Linked DNA regions of Mus musculus: region 1 is linked to region 2. A link is a contact called in public HiChIP or PLAC-seq data. All regions are on one chromosome and are shown on one strand. The core of a region is the stretch at or near the end of the contact, and the rest is flanking DNA. Distances in the headings are between cores, read along the strand shown.

Region 1 (6,197 bases), core at 2,722-5,221, 500 kb before region 2:
GTTCCAGATGATGAAACTTTTCTAGAAATGAAAATGGTGGTAGTTACTTAATGTTGGCAATTTACTTCATAGCAGTTTGGGCTCACATGGTTAGGGATAGGTAAAGTTTTGGGTTTTTTGTCTTTTTTAAAAGATTTATTTATTTATTGTAAGTACACTGTAGCTGTCCTCAGACACTCCAGAAGAGGGCGTCAGATCTCATCACGGACGGTTGTGAGCCACCATGTGGTTGCTGGGATTTGAACTCCTGACCTTCGGAAGAGCAGTCGGGTGCTCTTACCCACTGAGCCATCTCACCAGCCCCCAAGTTTTGTTTTTTTAAAGTGATTTCTTTTAGTTGTATATTATCAGTATCCATATTTAAGACATTATATTTACTCAAAAATTACTTACTGTAAATGGACACAATTTACATATAAAGACTCAAAGTGAAATGAAATGTCAAGAGAAACCCTGTAAATATTTATGAGACTGGGAATAGATAAATAATATATTTGTAAATAATACTATTTGTCAATTAAAGTGAATACTTGGCTTTACCAAATATCAGAATATTTTTTCATTTTACTCTAAATGAGATGTAAAAAAATGGGATACATTGTTTTCAATGAATGGCATTATGTGTCTCTGTTGTCTAGGCAATAGTCATCATTAAGACAAGGGTCTGAGACCTGGCTCAGCAGTCTAGAGCACTGGCTGTTTTTCTAGAAGACTTGAGTTGTGTTTCTGGCACCCACATGACAGTTTATAACCAACCATCTGTAACTCTAGTTCCAGGGGACCTAATGCTCTCTCTTAGCCTTTGTGGGCACTGCACTCATGTAGGAACACAGACATATATACAGGCAAAGCACACATGCATAAGAAATAATAAATCTTAAGAATGCAGTAAGAGGGCATGAGAGAGGAGATGGCTCAGCAGTTGAGAGTACTGCACCTGCAGAACACCCAAGCTGTGTTTGAAGCACTGTGTCCAGTAGCTCTCAACCTATGACTCCAGATAAGGGGGATACGATACCTCTGGTTTCCACAGCCACCAGCAATCATGTGTAAATATTCACATACACATACTTCATTAAAAATGAATTTAAAAATCTTTAAGGAAAAATTTAAAACAAAACAAACTCCTGGGAGAGGTTGTGCATTCCTCAGTCCTAGCACTGAAGAAGGCAGAACCAGGCAGATTAAGCAACATTTAAAAATAAAGATTTATAAATTAAGTTGATAATATGAGATGGTTTACTTATTTCTATTTTGCCTTATTTTTTGAGACAGGGTTTCATTGTATAGGCCTGCCTAGCCTAGAACTCACTCTGTAGATTGGCAATGTAGGACGGGGTGTCTCTGAGACCTTCACAGACAGCAGCGACTAGTAAAGGGAGGCGAGGAGGTGAAGTGTTAGTTTGTCAATTTGCTCTATACTTTCTGGCGGGTACGCATGCCGCTATTGCCCCAATGTTCTGGATTCCTGAAAGAAAGACACACACACACACACAGCCTTATATCTTAAATAACCTTAAACAGCTCAATGGCCAAGCCACTCCCTTATTCCACGTGGCTAACACACACACTTCCCTCCCGTATCCCTGAGTTAATACTTACTAAATCTATATTTCATCTTCGCTGCCCAGGACCCTGCTAGGCAGCCCTCCTATGGCTGCTTTCCCCTGAACCTACATGTCAGCTGTTTCACCCTCCTGCGCCTTTCCAGAGTGGTCCGTCTCCTACACTCCGGTCTTGGAGGAATCTCCTCTTCCTCCTTCCCTTCCTGGGAATCCTAAAAGTCCTGTCTCTGTCTTCCTACCCAGTCATCAGCCACCGGAAACTTTATTGACCAGTCAAAAACCAACTGGGGACAGGCTTCCTTTGGTCCAATGTGTGGTGTGGGACACTGCTCCCTGAGGGCTGGGACTGAAGGCCTGCACTACCACAGCCTGGCGGAAGAGGCTTCCTTTTGCACATCAATTTAGGTTTTTGTTTTGTTTTGTTTTGTTTTTTTTTGGGGGGGGGGGTGTTCAAGACAGGGTTTCTCTGTGTAGCCCTGGCTGTCCTGGAACTCACTTTGTAGACCAGGCTGGCCTTGAACTCAGAAATCCACCTGCCTGTGCCTCTGCCTCTGCCTCTGCCTCTGCCTCTGCCTCTGCCTCTGCCTCTGCCTCTGCCTCTGCCTCTGCCTCTGCCTCTGCCTCTGCCTCTGCCTCCCAAGTGCTGAGATTAAAGGCGAGGCCACCACCGCCCTGCTTGTTTTGGTTTTTTAAACTTGCTTTAGTCTGGCCTTCTCTAGTGGCGATCATTACTGCCTTGAATCCAGCCATTTATGATTGCCCAGTCCTCAACCTTTCTCACCCTTTCTTCTGGATTTGTACTTTGTATCGAACTTTCCATTTGTCAGCTTTCCTGGGTAGCTCTCTGATGTCTTCTGAACATCTCAAGTAATTGTTAGCTTTTGTTTTCCTGAAGAGGGCAAGAATGTCCAGAAGCACTGACTGGATTCAAGTACTGAAAGAGAACCTGTACTAAAGGAGTATTCATTTATTTAGCCCTCAGAGAAGAAGAGAATGAGGAGTGGTGGCCCTGGAGAGCTCCTGTCTTATCTGGGCAACTGTAGCTAGTAAGTAGGCAGAGCCCAGTTTCCAGCCTAGGTGTTCTGGTCGATGGGCAAATTGTTCAATTATCTCTTCGGTGCTTTATAATCTCTTTGGTGTTTAATATTCTTTTTTTTTAAGATTTATTTATTTTATTATCTGTAAATACACTGTAGCTGTCTTCAGACACTCCAGGAGAGGGCGTCAGATCTCATTACCGATGGTTGGGCGCCACCATGTGGTTGCTGGGATTTGAACTCAGGACCTCTGGAAGAGCATTCAGTGCTCTCAACCACTGAGCCATCTCTCCAGCCCGGTGTTTAATATTCTTAGTGGTGAAGAGAATACTATCTCAATGTTGGGCCCTGCCCCGCATGGTGGTGCACACTTTTAATCTCAGCACTCTGGAGAAAAAGCAGGCAGGTGGAACTCCATGAATTCAAGGCCATCCTGGTCTACACAGCAAGCTCTTGGCAGGACAGTGTTAAACAGAGAACCTGTCTCAATGAAAATAAAGAAAAAGAACTTGAAGGTAGGAAGGTGGGGAGGAGCTGGGAAGGGAAATTATAGTGACACATAGTTTGTATTTTTTTTCTCATTTTCTCAACAGTTCATTACTACCGTTTGATTTGATTTTACTGGTTATGAGTTCTGAAATGACATGATTGGACTAATGCTTTTATGTCACAGAAAGGAAAATGCACTGTATGAAAAAAATAAATTGAAAAAACAACTTAATGTGATAACACAAAAATGCCACCAGCAGTGGTTTGCACTGCATAGTCCAGAGTTTGTTTCTTTAAATTAGGTATTTTCTCTTAAAAGATATAATTTGTCTTTGAAACTAATTTAGCAGGGGCTGGAACCAAGCCTCAAAATTTTACATGCCTAAATATTCATAGCTTGTAGGTGATTCTGGGAAACCCCACTGCACAAGTTCTAAACTTTTTATTTCTATGTAATACAAGATAAGGCTTAATATACACACTTAAAAAAAAAGTGGGAAACCAGCTCAGAGGCCAACATTACTCCACCCCGCTGCGAACTAGTAGCAGGAGAGATGTTGTTTTCCTTTAGAACAGCAACACTGTACACCCCAGAGGTAGAGGAAAGTGCGTTTCTTACAGAAATTAACATCAGAATGCGGGGACTAGAGGGTGGTGTCCAGCAGTCTGGCAGCTGTCAGTGGCCCCAGGGCAGGTCTGGCTCCGCAGGTGAGTTCCAGCCTCCGGGCAGCGGGCCGGCCTGGCCGGTGGCTGCCGTAGGTAGTGCTCTGGGCCCAGGGCGTCCTCTCCCTCGCCCCAGGCGCCCGCCTGCCCTCCACTGAGCTCAGCCCACGGCGCCCGACGCCCTAACGGAGCGGGCGGGGGCGGCCTACAGGCCCCTCCCCGGCGCCCGGCGGCAGCCGCGCAAGCAGCGGAGGAGGCGGGAGCGCCCAGGCCGCTGCGCTCATGGCGTCGCCGGGGTGAGTGAGGCGCTCCGGGTGTGCGGGGGGCGCCTGTTGGGCGAGGGGCGGGCGGAACTGTGCGTGTCCACCACCCGGCGCCCCCTTGGCCTCGGCCGGACCCCGGCTGACTCTGTCCCGCCAGGTGCCTGTCCACGACCCGCGGCCTCCCCCGCCGACCTTGGGCGGTCGTAGCCGGGCCAGGGTCTCCCGGCAGGGCCGCGGGCAGGACCAGCCAGGACAGCGGCCGGTCAGGGCCGGAGAAACGGGTTCTGGAGAGGGGCAGCAAGGAAGCTGCGGGAGGGGACTCGGGGTCCTAGGGCTCGGCTGAGGCCGCAGAGCGGCTTAGCAGGCCTGACGTGTGTTTCTGGCGTTTAGACTTGCTTGCGTTGGAAGTTGATGCTTGGGTTCACAGTCATTAGGGGACATCCCCAGGCTGTCCCACGTCAGGGCAAGTGGGGCTCAGCTGGACTGGACCCTTGTCCAGAGTGAAAAAGCGGATTCGGGATCTAAGACTGCCTGTGTTGGGGTGGGGGTGGGGGTGCTTCTGTGGGATGGCTACACTTGTTCTGGTATTACCTCTTTCCTAGTGCTCGTTCTCTCTCCCAAATAGTGTTCTTAGGAAATTATATAGTGACACATAGTTTGTATTTTTTTCTCATTTTCTCAACAGTTCATTACTACCGTTTGATTTGATTTTACTGGTTATGAGATCTGAAATGACATGATTGGACTAATGCTTTTATGTCACAGAAAGGAAAATGGGTCTCAAGGTCATCGCTATAGGTGGTAAACATCTTTTTGACTGTACGCCATCATTCAGAGGGTCTCAGACCCAGTAGTACTGGTAGCAGCCCACGCTGTGTATCATTGCAGTTAGAAGACTTACAGGTGCAGGAGGACTTCTGGGGGAAGCATGTAGAAGTTAGCTCTCCCACAAAGGCAGACTTCACTATGCTAGGGAGTGATTTGGCTCGGTACAGTGGTCTGAATGAAGGTGAATGAAGCAATCTGAACTTGATCCAGGCCTGCAGGCGCCAGTCAGATCATGGGCAATTTCCACCTGCCTAATGCCTTTCTAGGCTCGAGGGCAAGCAGGCACTTCTGAGACCAGGCCTTTTTCAATGCCAGCTGGGTATCCAGTACTTTGAGCTCATAAGGAGAATAAACTGTGATCCATCCTGGGCAGGCCAGGCTTTGGACCCAGAGGGCCAAGGTCCCTCTACATTCTTGCCCAGCCTCATAGGAAAGTGTAAGGCAGTGTTTGAGCCTGTGGCAGCTGCCATTAGGCTTGTAAGACAGCTTAGTACATTTTGTGTCTAAACACACTGCTTTGTAGACAGGGGTTGGAGGAGGATCTCCTAGGATTAATAATTCTGTGTGCCTGGACCCACAGAATTATGGTATTGTCTGATAACAGAATAGTGTAATGCCTGAACCATGGTCTGTATATATAGGTGGTATTAATATTTGCGATTCTAGTTGTGAGTGATCCAATTAATTTGTAATATTAATAGTAATCTGTAATTTCCTAAGGGGTGTCTATTAACAAAACTGAGGTCACAAAACTTTTAGTATACTCCATTTAAGGAGAAATCTATGCTTACTTTGATATGCATACACTACTATATTAGGTGTTTTAGAGAGCAAATATAGATCAATACATGGCAGAAATGGAAGGAGCTGTTCTGGGGAGGGGTGTCTCTACATTTGATTTTTTTTTTTTTTTTTTTTTTTTTTTTTTTTTTTGCTAAGTAGCAGTGTCAGTGATCTATGATAGAACTAGAGAGGAAAGAAAAAAAAAACTCTTAACTTGTTTTGAGTACCTTACAGATGTGCTAGGCATAGTGTCAAAGAAAGAAAAGATGTGTTTGAGAGATGACCCATAATCCACTGTGTCTTGAGCTAAATAAATAGAAGAGAAGGCAGGGACCGTGGACTCTTTGCCTACCACTAAAGGGCATCTCCAGTCGGCCTCACCACAGCTGTCTCTGGGGGAATCTGGTAAGCATTGTAGAGGAGAGGACGCGACACAGTCCATCTGTCCATCTGGCCCCTTCTGAGCAGGTCCCACCCTTTACAGGTGGCCTAACCAGAAGCACTTTAGTTCAGTCCTCAGCACCACATAAACTAGGCTGTAATTCTAGCACTCTGGAGTAGAGGCCAGG
Region 2 (5,901 bases), core at 1,133-3,632:
GTTTTTAGATTTGTTTTTCTTTTTATTTGTATGTGTCTGTGTGTGAGTATATGCCAAATGTGTGCTGCAGAGGCCAGAAAGGGCTTGGGGCTCTGGTGCAGGAATTACAGGCAGTTGTGAGCTGCCCAATTTGGATGCTAGAAGCCAATCTCAGGTCCTCTTTTTTTGTTTTTTTGTTTTTTCAACAGGGTTTCTCTGTGTAGCCCTGGCTGTCCTGGAACTCACTCTGTAGACTAGGCTGGCCTCGAACTCAGAAATCCACCTGCCTCTGCCTCCCAAGTGCTGGGATTAAAGACGTGTGCCACCACTGCCTGTCACAGTTAATCTTAACAGTTTAGCCATCTCTCCAGTGCCCCCTCCTTCTTTTTAAGATGTATTGTTTTTATTGTCTATATTTAAAGTAGGCAACATAATGTGTTTTTTGTTTGTTTTTGTTTTGAGACAGGTTTTCACTATAGAGCTCTGACTAACCTGGAATGTTCTATGTAAACCTGTATTAAACTCTCAGAAGTTCAACTTTGACAGCTAGCTTCAAACTCTTCTATCTGCTACTGCCTGAGAAGTGCTGGGATTAAAAGTGTACACCATCATACCCAGCTCTGCAATATAATGTTTTGTTTGGTGCATAAGATTAGATAGGGCAAAACTATCTTAACATAGCAATTACAATTGTAGCAGTTGACAGAGGTTGGTGTGATAGTCTTAGAATCAGCCACTCCGTGCAGCCTTTGCTCTAGCCTCTTAGGACCCACGGTGCAGATACTTGTTTGTGTGTCATTGAACATCCTTCATATGCTCTGGTCATCCTTAGACCATTTAGAACACCCAAACTATTACAATGTGTGAATAGCTGTCAGCTCATACCATTCAGGGGGTGATGTCTAGGAAGATGCCAGTGTGTGTGTGCAGTTGGCTGACCCTGTGTTCAGTGTGTGCATCCTGGATTTAGGGCTGTGTATGTATGTGTGTATGATAGTGAGTACTGTGGACAGATGAAGGGGGCAGGGGTGGGCAGAGATGGGAAGGGGATTCTGAGGGGCAATGTTTATCTTGCAACTGGAAATATTAGAGGAAGAACATTTGGGCAGGAAATGGAAAAGTATGTTCCCAGGATTAAGAGCAGACCAGCGTGGCTTGACCGCGATGAGTAACTAGGGGCAGAGCCAGGCTTCCAGCCCAGAGGCTCTCAGACGCCCATAGGACAAACCTTAGAGTTCTGGGGGGGGGGGGGGCTGTAGAGCAGAAGAGGAAAGGGAGCCCTGAACTGCTCTCTCGCGGTCAGTGGGTCCAAAACAGAGGTGAAGGAGAGGAAGGGTGCTTCCACTGGAGTCCTGGGTGTGGTCGAGTGCTCTGGCTGCCTCCTGGGTAAAGAGGAGTGTGCTAAATCAGTATGGCTGGCATACATGTGAACACTGTAAACTGATGTGCCTGATGTTGACTTGACCAAGGCCGCAGAGCCTGTCAGCAGCAATCAAACAACAAGCCAACACTGAGCCTTTAGTTGGTATCTGCCAATCTATGCTGAGTCGATGTGCCCAGTTATCTTTGAGCTTTTTCTTAATGTAGACCCCTAGTAGACAATCCTCTTGGTAATTGAGGACTCACACTTACTAACTAGTATTGCACCAGGCATGGTAAGTTGCTATGGTTTCCTGTCTCCTAGAATTCTAGATTAGTTGAGCTGTCCATAAACGGTGCCATTCCAGACCAAACACAGAGAGCAGCTGGTAGGAGGAAGGCGTGACTGGAAGAGAGCCGCTTTGTGGACGGTTTCTCTAAGCAGTCAGATGGCTTTCAGGATAGAGCTGTGTTCCTGTTGTCCACATGCCTATTAGTCTAGAGCAGGCACATGCACTTTCCAGCGGGAGACTACACCACGTCCTTATTACCGGAAGTTATAGGTCACTGTGAGCTAGGAGAAGGAAAGAGGGAGAGCTGAGCATGTTGGTGTGACTCCCCAGACTGTCAGGGTCCCAGTGATACATCTTAGAGAAGTGTTTGAAGTGCTTCTATCTGTCAGTTTTAACTAAGCTAATTTTAAAAAATCGCTCTTTGTACTCCGCCTTTCCCATGAACCTCTGTGAGTTTAATGCATACAAGATGTGGGAAGCCTGTCAGCCTCAGCCCCACCCCCAGTCTGAGAAGTGGATTTTAGAAGTACATGATTGCACCTGCAAGGACTGTCATTTCATAAAATGGGACCTGAGACCATTTTGACACATTTTCTAGGAAAGCACTTCAGGGGGAGGTGAGAGAAAGTGCCACCCCCGTCCTCCGTTGCCCCTGTTTTCTTGCACGTCAGACTGCGCAGGGAGGACTGACTGTTCCTCATTCCCAGGGAGTGTGAGTCATCCCCGATTTGTGTGATTGGGATTCCAAAGCGTTGCTGTGTCCGATGCTTATTAAATCCAAGTGGCCTCGCAGCCTTTCCGACTGTAGGGGAGCTCTCAGTTACAGCTGCTGCCCTGGTTCTAGTTACCGCAGGGAGATGCTGGCGAGCGCAGGGGCCCCCTCGGAGGGCCCCCAAAGTCCACGCGCATGGCTGTTAGCAACTATCTAGATTTGAAGGTTTCCTGGCTCACGTCGTGGACTTCAGCACACCAGCTCTGTGATTATCTCTTCACTGGGACCTGCACACTTCAAGGGGAAATGTCCCAGTGCCCCAACAAGCTGGTGCCAAGAGTGCCAGTGTTACAGGGCACCTTTTTGCAGATTCAGTCAGCCCAGCAGGCCGCCCAAGATCTAGCAAAACATGATCCATTTCTAGCTTGATCCAAACAAAACAAATAAAACATTCACCAGAGAGGGAGGAAACTATAAATGTTGCCAGAAAATGAGTATGCTGTTCTCCTCCTTCCAGAGTGCTTCACAGCCAACGGTGCAGATTACAGGGGAACACAGAGCTGGACAGCGCTGCAAGGTGGGAAGCCATGTCTGTTCTGGAACGAGACTTTCCAGCATCCGTACAACACGCTGAAGTACCCCAACGGGGAAGGAGGACTGGGCGAGCACAATTATTGCAGGTAAGATGGGGCCATAGCGCTTCAAGATGATCTCTCATCTCCTCTTCCAGCCTTTCGCACAACTGGAATGCTTGCTTACCTCCTGTTGGCCAACTCAGAGAACCATATCATTGTTTGTTTGTTTGTTTGTTTGTGTTTGTTTGTTTGTTTGTTTTTGTTTTTTTGGTTTTTTTTTTTTTTGAGACAGGGTTCTCTGTGTATCTCTGGCTGTCCTGGAACTCACTCTGTAGACCAGGCTGGCCTCGAACTCAGAAATCCACCTGCCTCTGCCTCCCAAGTGCTGAGAATAAAGGCGTGCGCCACCACTGCCCGGCCATATCAGTTTTTAAGATGAACTAATCCGAGCCAGAGAGATGGCTCAACAGTTAAGAGCACTTAGCACTCTTCCAGAGGACCCAGGTTCAGTTGCCAGCACCCACATGGGAGCTCAGAACATCTGTAACTCCGGTTCTGGGGTATCAGACACCTTCTTCTGACCTCTCCAGACACTGCACATGGTACACAGATAAACATACAGTGAAGCACGCACAAGAAATAAAAGTAAATAAAAATGAATTCATGTCTTTTTTTTCTCTCTTCCTCTCTCATTTTTCTCCACCTTAGTTTGCTTTATGCTGGCATTCACAGCAGTGCCTTCTCTGGTCACTCTCTTGTCTCTTTGGGAGGATTTTTTCAGGTGATCCTCCCACCAGTGGGCATTTCATGGGCATCAAAGCTGCTGCTACTGATATTCAGACCATCTGGGACCCATGTTCCTTAGGCTGTACCAGAACTCCTGGATTCGAGTAGCTCTCCTCATAAGCATATCAAGCGCTGGACTACAGACGTGGCCACTGTTTGGCTCCCCAGAAAGCCCTAACCTAGCTCTGTGGTCTTCAGATGTAGAGTTAGGATTTTCTGTGGAAGGTGAGCCGCAGCTTTGATCAGGTTCTCGGTTTTCTCCGATTAAAGACAAGGTGAGAATCACTGGCGGCCAGTGAGATGGCCAGTGGTTTACAGTTGGCACCCCAAGAACCCAGGTGAATGCTGGACTGCCCTGAGAGCCCACTGCCGTGCTAGTGCTCAGAAGGCAAAGGTGAAATTCCAGGAGCTGGCTGCCTAGCTAGCCATATTGGCTAGCCTGAGTTCAGTGAGAGACACTGTCCCAATGAATAATGTGGAGATTGATGGAGAAAGCCTCCAAAGTCAACCTCACATCCTCACACATACATAAACACACATTTGAACACACATACATATATGCGTGCATGTGTTCATGTGTGTGTGTGTGTAGCAGGCAGAAAGATAAAAATAGAAATATAAGTATATAGAAGCCAGAGCAAAAATTCCAAGCACTTTTGTTTATACCTCTAAGTTACTTACACCCAAGATCATGATGACTCAGGGGTCAGCAATGCGGTGAATTTACACATTCTTAGGACAGGTGTGCAGCTGCCTCTTGAGCCATTAGGACAAGGAAGGGTTATTCCAGAGCCCTCCTCCCAGTTCCATGCTCCGATTCTGGTTTGTTGGTGCACGAAACGTCTAACCGTTGGCACTGTTGACTCAGCTGAGCCACCCCATCTGTTTCTGCACTGTGTGGACCACTCTGTTTACCGTCTAGCCCCCACACGCCCATGCTAAACACACTAGTCCTTGCGGTTGGCTGGTTTGTCCTTCCCTTTAGCTCTTTAGGTCTGTCCTCACTTGCGTCAACTGATTGACTGTACCTCATTGCTGTAGTTTTTCATTTGTTTTTGTAAAAGCACTAAAAGTTTGTTCCAAGTCAGGCATGGCTGTGTGCATTCTGTGATCTCAGCACTTGTAGGGCTATGGCAAGATCAAGAGTCCAAACACATCCTTGGCTCCATGTGAGCTCGAGGCCCACTGGGCTGTATACATTCCCACCTCAAAAGTCTAAACCAAAACTGAGTGAAAGCTTTCTGTAGTGTTGGTTAGTCCTCCTGCTGCCTGTCTCTCCTGGAACCCTGCCTGGTATTATGTGTGACGTCTTTCCACTTTGCTGTCATTTGTATTTTTTAAAGATGTATTTTATTATTTTAGATTATGTGTATATGTAGGGAGGGTCAGTATACAATTGCAGGTGCCACAGATAACAGGTGCCCCAGATACCAGATTCCTTATAATTGGAGTTACAAGTAGCTGTGAGCCGCCCAGTGGGATTCTGGGAACTGGACTCCCGGTGCACCAGAAGAGCAGTGCACACTCTTGACCACTGAGCCATCCCTCTAGTCCCTGTCCTTTGTAGTTGATTGCTAGGCTTACTTATGCTCATTAACCAAGTCTTCATTTATTTTCAAAGTTGTGCATATTAGTATTTTGTATAAATAAAAATTTGTGCCGGGTGGTGATGGCGCACGCCTTTAATCCCAGCACTCGGGAGGCAGAGGCAGGCGGATTTCTGAGTTCGAGGCCAGCCTGGTCTACAGAGTGAGTTCCAGGACAGCCAGGGCTACACAGAGAAACCCTGTCTCGAAATCCCCCCCCCCAAAAAACCCCAAATTTGTAGGCTGCTGAGATGGTTTAGTGGGCAGAGGTGCTTGCTGCAAAGCCTGATGACCTGAGTTCAATCCCCTGCACCCGGATGGCAGAACGGAAGGGTCAACGCTACAGCTCTCTGTGCCCTGGCACGTGCTCCCTACACATGCGTGCGTATACTTGCATACACATAAGTAAACGGTGAAGTGCTCACCCAAAGATCCTGCTTTAATCCGCATCTCCCACATTAATAAAAGCGCTGAGTGGTTGCGTGCTTACAATCCCCACACTGGGGAGGCGGAGACAGGCAGATTCCTGGGGTACCTGGCCTGCCACGAGGGAAGTTTCAGGCCAGTGATAGATACCTGTTTCAAAATAGAAGAGGTGAATTGCACCTAAA

The links. HiChIP or PLAC-seq counts read pairs in DNA pulled down with a chosen protein or histone mark.
Region 1: an HNF4G HiChIP or PLAC-seq map of pancreatic cancer cells shows a contact between it and region 2. The contact joins the promoter of Urgcp here to the enhancer-like site in region 2. A contact is called at or near these places in 3 of 39 promoter capture datasets (cranial neural crest, hippocampal neurons and liver), 3 of 115 datasets of contacts at active chromatin or transcription factors (the NIH/3T3 cell line, double positive thymocytes and pancreatic cancer cells) and 1 of 9 other capture datasets (liver).

The regions. Positions count from the first base shown.
Region 1 is chr11:5,738,950-5,745,146 of GRCm38.p6, reverse strand. It overlaps Urgcp (upregulator of cell proliferation), which reads left to right and starts at 3,971. Exons shown (of 6, transcript NM_178623.3): 1 at 3,971-4,050. The coding sequence starts at 4,037.
Region 2 is chr11:5,240,897-5,246,797 of GRCm38.p6, reverse strand. It overlaps Kremen1 (kringle containing transmembrane protein 1), which reads left to right. Exons shown (of 9, transcript NM_032396.3): 2 at 2,861-3,023. Among named protein-coding and RNA genes, the nearest start is that of Gm25142, 8.0 kb to the left of the region's middle. Within about 2 kb of position 2,382, at least 163 of the 459 cell types and tissues checked have an H3K27ac peak or open chromatin away from gene starts, as enhancers often do. A contact at or near this core is called in the NIH/3T3 cell line, double positive thymocytes, hippocampal neurons and 1 more, where this site is marked.